Regions from separate parts of the Mus musculus genome. Here region 1 is linked to region 2. The links are chromatin contacts, called in public HiChIP or PLAC-seq maps. All regions are on one chromosome and are shown on one strand. Each heading gives the region's core, a stretch centred on a gene start, on an enhancer-like site or on the middle of the called end of the contact. The rest is flanking DNA. Distances are from core to core; before and after follow the strand shown. Region 1 holds the start of Synj2 (synaptojanin 2). Region 2 holds the start of Ldhal6b (lactate dehydrogenase A-like 6B).

What was found. HiChIP or PLAC-seq counts read pairs in DNA pulled down with a chosen protein or histone mark.
Region 1: a contact with region 2 is called in an H3K4me3 HiChIP or PLAC-seq map of embryonic basal ganglia, with 4 times the contacts expected there. The contact joins the promoter of Synj2 here to the promoter of Ldhal6b in region 2. A contact is called at or near these places in 4 of 39 promoter capture datasets (cranial neural crest, frontonasal cranial neural crest, pre-B cells and 1 more), 2 of 15 datasets of contacts at CTCF or cohesin (large pre-B cells and pro-B cells), 6 of 484 Hi-C or Micro-C datasets (B cells, the G1E-ER4 cell line, bone marrow-derived macrophages and 3 more), 2 of 115 datasets of contacts at active chromatin or transcription factors (embryonic basal ganglia and fibro-adipogenic progenitors) and 2 of 9 other capture datasets (adipose tissue and embryonic stem cells).

Annotation. Positions count from the first base shown.
Region 1 is chr17:5,938,232-5,942,931 of GRCm38.p6, reverse strand. Synj2 (synaptojanin 2) reads right to left here and starts at 1,652. Exons shown (of 27, transcript NM_001113353.2): 1 at 1,355-1,652. The coding sequence starts at 1,481. It also overlaps the pseudogene Gm8376.
Region 2 is chr17:5,415,467-5,420,240 of GRCm38.p6, reverse strand. Ldhal6b (lactate dehydrogenase A-like 6B) reads left to right here and starts at 1,474. Exons shown (of 1, transcript NM_175349.2): 1 at 1,474-2,918. The coding sequence starts at 1,584. The coding sequence ends at 2,732. All of the region lies in intron 3 of Tmem242 (transmembrane protein 242), which reads left to right. It overlaps Gm29050 (a long non-coding RNA gene), which reads right to left. Exons shown (of 3, transcript XR_003952361.1): 3 at 589-4,774.

The DNA of each region.
Region 1 (4,700 bases), core at 403-2,902, 520 kb before region 2:
CAGCAAGCCAGATATTTGCTGTTTCCCTTTTCTGTGTCTGTATTTGGCCAGCATGTTTTGAGGTCTGGTTAGGTTGTCCAATCTGGTATGAAACTCTGGGGCTTAATCCATCTTCCCATTGATCCTCCCGCCTTGCATAGCCAGAACGTGGGCTGTATTCCACCACACCCAGCTTGATAAATTACACATTAATGGCATGGTCCAGGAAGTAGAAATTGATGCACCCCCTTTAAGACATGGTGTATGTACGCACAAATATGTGGATGTCGTAGCTTGAGCTGACACATCCAAACCTGAGAAAAGGAGTCATAAAACACTTTACAAATGAGTGCTTTGCATTTCTTACCTCCTAAAATATAAGTGATCCTGTTTAGCTAGGAACACCAGGAGGATGGACAACTGGACACCCACTGTCTTAAACCTGCCCTTCAAGGCTCATCATTAAAATCTTACTGATCCTATCTGACTGCTGGCTTTATGCTACCTAGATCTTCTTGCAAATGTCAATTACAAAACTAGGGATCCGGAAGTTGGACTTACCAGGAAGGCATGCACCGCATGACATCACCAAAATAGCCACACACAAGTCTGTGTTGCCTGGAGCAAGTGTCTTAGCCTCTTTAGGCCCCAGTTTGTTTATCTTTATTACGAGCTAAAACTGCAAAGGTTGTGTAAGATTTTGTCTCTAAAGTCCTTAGCACAATGCTGATCTCACAATTTCTGAAGTCAATCAATGAAATACAATGGCTTGCCCTCACCTAACACCCAGCATAAAGATAAAGTCACTAGAGAGTATATTTGCTTCTACTCCTGCTTCTGATGGAGTATTTATAGGAGACAAATGAAGGGTGCCATCGACGTTTCTCAAAGTCTGTTTTGGTGCCTACGTGTCATCCCTTCAGGCAAGGCAATGCTGCTTTGGTGTATTCAACAGGTGCACAAGCATGGGAGCACTAGGTGGACTCCTCCTCAGGGCACCCTCCTCAGAGTGTCCAGAACATGCTAGGTTTCGGCACTGAGCACCAGGAGCGGAAATCAGAGCCAGTTGGCTCTCCAAGAACAGACGCCTGCCACCCAAGCCCCAGGAAGAGCGCCCCCGAGACATCCCCGCCCTCAGGCGAGCGCGACGCTTAGTCCAGCCAAATGTGCCAGCTCTCTGGTGTCCCCCGCACCCAGTACTCCCGCGGACAAGCGCCCCTGGCCATCCCCAAGCCGCCGGGGTCCTCCCTGTCGGGGAACCGAGCGCCCCTAGTTCTCAGGTCTCCGCGAAGTCGCTCGCCTTCACTAATTCCCGCCCTCCCTCCCTCCCCGGCGTTGCTGCCCAAGTGGGGAGCACGGGGAGCGCGGCACTCACCCAGCGTGGCCACTGCGCCGGCCTCGAAGAGCAGGCAGTCGCCGCGGCCCCGCGCCTCCAACAGCACGCTGCTCGGGCCAGTGGGGTCCAGCCGCGCCAGCAGCCGCAGCCCTTTGCTTAGAGCCATGGGCGCGGGGAGCAGAGGAGAGCGGGGACCAGGTCCCGCCCGAGGGTGTGCGGCTACCAGGAGTTTCACTTTGTGCCGGGCTCCAGTGCCCACGGCTCCTCCTCCTCCTCCTCCTCCTCCTCCTCCTCCTCCTCCTCCTCCTCCTCCTCCTCCTCCTCCTCCTCCTCCTCCTCCTCCTCCTCCTCCTCCTCCCCTAACACCACGACAGCCTCCTCCTCCTCCTCCTTTCTCCTCCACCCCCTCCTCCCCCTCCCTCCCTCCCTCCTCCTCCTCCGCCCGGGCCCCGCCGCACTGCCCCGAGCAGGTGAGGTGGCGCTGCCGCCCAGCCTCTCCGACGACGACCGCGCTCCCCCAAGCGGCGAGGCAGGCACCTGCGAGCCACAGCGGGAACCCAGACTGCGCCCGGTGGGCTTGAGCTCGCCAGGGCTCAGTACTCCGGGACGGTCCTCCCTGCTGGGGGCGGCTGCGGGCGAAGGAGATTCCACACATTCCTCGCCGCGGAGGAGGCTGCAGCCGCGGAGAGCCTCAGGAGCCCGGACCCTGCCCGGATTCCCGCGGCCTTATATGGGTAGCTGGGGGCTGAGGGCTGAGCAGGGCTGGCAACCCCCCACCCCACCCCTGCCGCCACCGCTTGTCCGGCGCAGCACTTCTTCCCACGCCCACCCCACCCCCACGCCTGAGACCCCGGATGGGGCCATTGGGTTCTGTGCCTCAGTCTCCCTGAATGGAACTGCAGAAACGCAAAGTGGCCTTCACTCTGAAACTACCGTGGTGATTGAGTATGTTCTTGTGAGTGGTGTGTGTGTGTGTGTGTGTGTGTGTGTGTGTGTGTGTGTGTGCCTGACACACTCTTTAAATGCTGCCTTCTACCGAAGACTTTAATTCACTGTGCGACCCAAACTGGTGTTGCGTTGTGTCCGAGAGATGAGACATCTATTCCCTGCTATCCCCTTTACCACATGACCTTGACCTCGCTGAGATGCACATGGCCTCGCCTATCAGAGTGACAGGTGAGGAACCCCCACCTGAGGATCTCAGTGCCTGTTCTTGCTCAGCATTGATGAGTATTCTGTGATCTGCAACCTTCAAGCAACTCGAGGCAAGGCCTCTTGGTCCTTGGGTCGGGTTGGTCAGGATTGGTCTGCTAGCCAAGGGAGAACGCAGCCAGGTCGAACTGGAAGCACCTTTGGGCGCGTTTGGAGCATCCTTTCCTAGTGTGATGCCTCTAGAGGTCCTCACCCGCAAGTTTCCAGCAGGCCACCCTAACAGCTGGGTTCCTCTGCCGCCCGCCCGCCCCATTCTGCTGTGCTAAGACCAAGAGTGGCGCATGGCTTTCGGAGGTTGGTTCTCCACAGCTTCTTTATACAGTGGAGAGATCACCACCCCATGCAAGTCGTGTAACATTAAGTGTAGCAAACTCGGCTGGGCAGGGTGGCCGGCACCTTTAATCCTAGCACTAGGGAGGCAGAGACAGGCAAAATTTTATTCTTTATAGAAACAAAGTCACCCTCAACCACCTTCCCTTTTCTGTATCCAAACAAAATAAACAGCGGCTCCATCCAGAGGGGTGACAGCAGCCCTGGGTGGTCCAGTGGAGATGAAGAATTTGTTAGAAAGCCTTAGTCTCAAGTCCTAGAGTCAGCTCCTCTCCCCTCCTCCCCCTCCACCCCTTCTCCTCCTTCCCCTTCCCTCTTCCTCCCCCCCCCCCCCCCGCCCCCCACTCTCCCTTAGTCTCTGGTGCACTCTCAAACAGGTCATGGTCCAACTGCTGGAATCTTCCCAACTGTATATCCCACAAAAGTTTCAGGACACGGGCCTGCTCTAGGGTCAGCTCATCACCCCGCTTCCATACTTCATAGTCAGATACCGTGGTTACCACACCTTTCTTGAGAGCAGTGGGCAGCCCCAGCTGCCTCAGCCCTGGCTCCATGGAGCTTTAGGGGCCCTGAATCCAGGCTCACAGTTAGAGTTGCTTTGTTCCCAACTCAAGCAAAATCCATTTCTATAAACTTTGTGAAGCACCCAGTCACCTCTTCCTTCATGTAGTTGGTAAGAGGGAGCCCAGCATCACCTCTCAACTTCTTGCTGACCCGATGCAGGCTGTCTGTATTTGTCAGATGGGCTTCGACCCAAGGCCACCACCACCATCTTGTTTTTGCCAAAGAACACCGAGTTGTGCTTCCAGGTGTTCGTTCCGGATGCCTTTCAGCCTGCTATTCCTCATGCTGGCCACAGAGACGATGGAGAGGTGGCTGTAGGTGCCCTCAAACTTCTGAAGCTCTTCTACCAGGCTCTGTCTGCCTTGGTGCCAAGCCTTTCTTGATAGTTTTTGTTAAGGAAACTTTGTCTCACTTGGATTTGGGCATTGCCTCTAGATTTCTATTGTGTTGTAATAGATACTGCAAACAAAAGCAACTTGGGTAGAAAGAGTTTATTTCATTTGACAGTCATCGTCCCCTCACTGAGGCAAGTCAGGGCAGGATCTCCAGGCAGAAACCATGGAGGAATGCTGCTTCCTGGCTTGCTCTCTATGGCTTACTCAACTTCCTCCTTCTCCTCCTCCTCCTCCTCCTCCTCCTCCTCCTCCTCCTCCTCCTCCTCCTCCTCCTCTCCCCGCTCCCCCTCCTCTCTCCCTCCTCTCCCTTTCCTCTCCTCCTCCCCTCCCCCCTCCCCCCTCCTTCTTCTTCTTCTCCTTCTTCGCAACGAAGGAAGTAGGGCTTCTCTGTGTAGTTCTTGGATGTCCCAGAATTAGCTCTGTAGACAAGGCTGGCCTTGAACTCGGGGATCTGCCTGCCTCTGCCTCCTGAGTGCCAGGATTAAAAGCATGTTTCGCCATGCCGGACTTTCGGCTTGTTTAAATACACCTAGGATCACCTACATGCCCATGCATGGCATCACCCATAGTGGACTGGTTCTTCCTACATCTATCAATCATTAATCAAGGAAATGTCTGGCAGCCTAAGGCTCCAGGCCCAGTAATGATGGGTGTTTTCCTGTCCTACTGAGCTAGACTTTCCTGTAAGTTTTAGTGTCTGCCATCACAGATGCAGCTACATCTTGGCAGAGTCTACCCCATGTATGTTAGCAGGAGCTGTATGGTATGGCAGAGGGGCTGAAATCATTTGCTGCTGCTGCTAAGCTTGTCTTGGCCTCTAGGCAGACTGAACAGGTGATAGGGAGTAGCTGGCAGGAATGGAGTAGCTGACAGGAATGGAGTAG
Region 2 (4,774 bases), core at 225-2,724:
TACACGGCCCCTCTAAATGCTGCCCACCATTCAGTGAAGATGGGGGGGTGGGGCAGGTACTTTTCCTTTTAAATTCCAGCTTTTGACAGCTTGCTGCCATAAATCTGATTGTCAGTGTGGAGGGAATTTAACTGTGTTAAACCATGTGTCATGGTGGCTGTTTCCTCCAGGCAGCCCTTCTGGCTTGAAACCATGGAATACCATCAGCAAATTACAAGGCTAAGGGTTCTGCTGACAATTTCCCAGCTTCTCTGCTGGGACCTGCTTTCCTGGCTGCAGTCCAGCAGTGGAGGAAAGAGCTCCTCTTCAAGTCTATAAAATACTTTTTTTCTGCCAGGGCTCAACATCCTAAAATTGAGAAATTACAAACGATAAAAGGGCTCCCTGACCCGGGGCCCCTCATTTGGGAGAGCTGAGTGTTCATCACGTGGGCAGAGTTGATTAGTGGAGAGAAAATGCCATCATGTGTACTGGGGCTTTTGTAGTTTATTAGAGTTTTCATAAAAGTGCAACATTTACATCTCAGAATTTGAAATTAGTTCACAAGACTGTCCTGAAACCCACAGACGAGATAAGATACACTCATGCCAGGTTTGCCAGGGAACTTTATTTCACTATTTCAGTAAGAATCTAATGTAACCATCGGCTAAATGTTAAAATGTCATTTCAAAGATACCTTCATTTTATAGAGGGTTAAGGGCCATCTTTTTCCATAAGAAATTGGAGGGCTTAGGGAAAGATTATTGTTTTGATTTGTGTGGTGTATGTATATATATATTTGTTTATGTGAATGTGTGTGAGAGACCGTGGAATTTCTGTTACCATGTGGACTATGTGCCCACAGAGGCTATCCAGTGTCTCTGAAGTTGGAGCTAAAGACAACTGTGAGCCACGTGATGTGGGGTCCTGAGAAACCAATCAGGATCCTCTACAGGGCGCTAGGCGCTCTTAACCACTGAGCCATTTTGCTGTTTAATTTGCATGCAATCCCAGGCTTTCCTTTGGCCTGAGAAAGAAGGGGCGTGCTCTTCCGGTGTAGACCAGATTGCCCCTCCTTCCTGCTGCCTTTCACGGGTATGCACCATGGTTAGGATACAGATAAAAATCCTTCCTTAACAAACGGTTCTCCTGCTGGATACACCGAACCAAGAGCCCATTTCTCCAGCCAAACTGCCTCTTGACAGACAGCACAGCCCTCCTTGTTGTGGTTCAAGATTTTAGCCTCATTTTTATCTGGAGTTGCCAGAACCAATCTTCTTGCTATGTACCCTAAGAACAGCAAACAAATACTTCAAGGGTTCTGGGTTGGGCTTTATATAGCAATAGTAAAGAATATGGGTTTGTAAAACAAACTACAGTATGTCCTTGCTGGAAATGGAAGCGCTTTATAAAGCCATGGTGCAGGCTTGCAGGTGTAGGAGCAAGAAGACCCAGTCTGTGCGCTAAGCCCATGCAGCACAGTTAGGGAACTGCGCAGCCGCAGTGGGAGGGAGGGCCGCGTCTGTACTGCCTAGCAACGGCCGCCGTTGTGGCCTCAACTGTCTTCCTCACCCTGTTCACTTCCTCCACCTGAGTGCGCAGCCATGGCCTGGGCTACAAGCATCTTGAGAGCCAGCAGAAGAGTGAGTACAACCAGGGTAGATTTCAAGGGCTTTGGCATAGCTCTATGGCCCAGTCAGGTGCAACGTGTCCCTCCCAACCGGGCCTGGTGGAGCCTCACGCCCACGTCCTCCATGGCGACCGTGAAGGGTGAACTTATCCAGCACATCAGCTCCGAAGAGCCCGTTCTCCACAACAAGGTCTCCATTGTAGGAACTGGATCAGTCGGCATGGCCTGTGCCATCGGCATCATAGCGAAAGGCTTGACTGACGAGCTCGCCCTTGTTGATAATAATGAAGAAAAAATGAAGGGTGAGACGATGGATCTTCAGCACGGCAGTGTCTTCATGAAAATGCCAAATATTGTTTGCAGCAAGGATTTCCGTGTCACTGCCAACTCTGAGGTAGTGATTATCACAGCGGGTGCACGCCAAGAGAAAAATGAGACACGCCTGAATTTAGTCCAGCGAAACGTAACCATCTTTAAGGCAATGGTTGCGGAAATTATCAAGCACAGCCCTCGCTGCAAAATTATTGTTGTCTCCAATCCAGTGGATATCTTAACTTTCGTAACCTGGAAGTTGAGTGGGTTTCCCAAAAACCGTATTATTGGAAGCGGCTGTAACCTAGATACAGCTCGCTTCCGTTACATGCTCGGGCAGAGGCTTGGGATCCACTCTGAAAGCTGCCACGGGTGGGTCCTTGGAGAGCATGGAGATTCAAGTGTCCCTGTGTGGAGTGGTGTGAACATCGCCGGCGTGCCGCTGAGAGAGCTGAATTCAGCTATAGGAACAAGCAAAGACCCCGAGAAATGGGGCGATGTCCACAAAGAAGTCATTGCCAGTGCCTATAATATTATCAAAATGAAAGGTTATACTTCCTGGGCCATTGGCCTGTCTGTAACTGATATTGCAGAGAGTATCCTGAAGAATCTCAGGAAGACGCATCCAGTTACCACCAAAATCCAAGGTCTCTACGGAATCAAAGAGGAGGTGTTCCTCAGCGTGCCTTGTATCCTGGGAGAGAGTGGCATATCTGATATCATAAAGGTAAAGCTGAGCCCTACAGAGGAGGCCCAGATGGTAAAGAGCGCAGAGACTATTTGGAAAATCCAGAAAGATATTAAGTTTTAAGTCACCCTTCTAAAGATACCGAAGACAGAAAACGCAGTGCACGGCCAAGTGTGGGGTGAAGCGGGGGTTCCGAAAGCTGGAGGGTCTCTTGTTTAGGTCTCCTGTTGTGTAGCATCCAGAGGCTGGGTGACTTTGCTTTTTCACAGTTTCTGGGTGCCGGCATTAAAGGTATTCTTGGTGTTAGAAGTACTGGTTTTTGCCTGTTGGTGTGACATGAAGGAAACGGCTAACTTTCATAAGTGTGTGTACTGTCCTAATCCATCTGGGTGGCTCACATGCATATCCGCTCACATGCCATTTTAGAAAGTAACTCCTACATTTAAAAGTAAAAATATGTACACAGGTTTTTATGTGATACATTTTGAGACTGCCTTCATTGTCTCGGACAGACTGCCAGCTGAACTATCAAGACATTGATAAAGGGAACAGGAAGGAAGAAGGATAGGGCTTACTGTTCTTGCAAGGGTCCAGGTTAAGTTCCCAGAGCCCACATGGTACAACACATACGTGCAGCCAACACACTTAAAAATCTTTTTTTTAAGACATCATGAAATGGAGACTGCAGCTGTTTGAAAAGCAAGTGGGAGAGAAAAGTCAGGAGGGAGAGGAGATGGGGGTGGGGGGTGAGGAGAATTGGTCCATTATTCTTGTGTAGCAGACTCAGGTTAACATCCGCCATGGTACTTTGGCTATAGGAAGGACTGATTGGCTGCACAGAACAGGTGCTGCCATTGGCTTAGCAAGGATACAGAGCATCCTGGGATTGCAGTTATACAAATGAAGCCCGGTTTAGTAAAAGCCTTTGAGAACTGCTGGGAACCTGTTGTCTTGTTAAATGGAGATACACATTACAAATGGTTCTTGCTGGGCGGGTCTGAGCCCTACAGAGGAGGCCCAGATGGCTCATGATTTTCCATCTCAACACAACTACCTCAAATCAGACTTATACTCCATAAAAATAAGTCCATATACTGTAGAACAGTAAGGGGAGAGCCAAAAGGTGGATGCCATCTGCAGGGAGAATGAAACAGAGCCCTCCTATTCAAGTCCGGTATGATCTTTATAACGCCCTCACTCTTTATCCCCTTCCCTACTTCTAGGGTCCCTCATGCTCAGAAAGTGCTGGAAGGCAGCCCTACAATTTTCAGATATAATTGCTGTTCAAGGGTTTGTCTGTACTGTAGACATTAGGCTGACGGTGGCCTTGACCTGAGTGAGTGACCCTGCTGCTCAGTTACCTTCTGTGACAGAAACCGAAGCTTCTGAACTGTGTCCTGAGACCTGGCATTTCAGTAAGCCTCAGTGAGATTGTATTTCTCAGAAAGTTACATGTTCACTTTTTATTTCTAAGTTGTCTTCATGAAGATTCTGGACTTTATGGGTGGGATGCAGAAATGGCTTAGGAGAAAACAAAGATACTTCTCTGCCCTTTACCTAAATAAGGCTAATAACAGCAATTCGGGAAGCCTCCTGTTAGCTTTCCTAATGCCACTGAGCAGTGAGGTAACTCTGGATACCTCATCCCTGGATCCTTCCATCTCCAGGCTGTCAGTGCCTGCTCTCTGAACCAAGCCAAAGCTGATTAGTGAATATTATCAAGTAGACACCAGACAACAATCTTCCCATTTAAAATGAATAAATGGAAGGATAGATAGATAGATAAAAATGACCCTTGTTGATCAGAACTCCTAAACTTACTCATTGGAAAGCTGGAGAGATGTTCTGACTCCCCAGGAAGTGGTAATGTAAAGGCACCAAATGGTGGGCTGACTTCAGGAGATGGAATGTTCACATCTTGGGGAGCTAGGGTGTCTGTCTCCTCTCATCCAGCCTCCAGCTTTTCTTTAGTCTTCTGTCAGGCAAACTGATGTTTTAGTGATGGGCCCCAGAGATACCTATGTCAGTAGTTCTCTTCCTGATTCAGCCAGCATAGACTGGGCTGTGCTATGATCAAAACAATCTGGTGGGTAGGGAAGGGGGTTGATACCAGGAAGTGCTTTACTGTATAAGCATGAAGACCTGAGCTCAGTCCCCAGAATCTC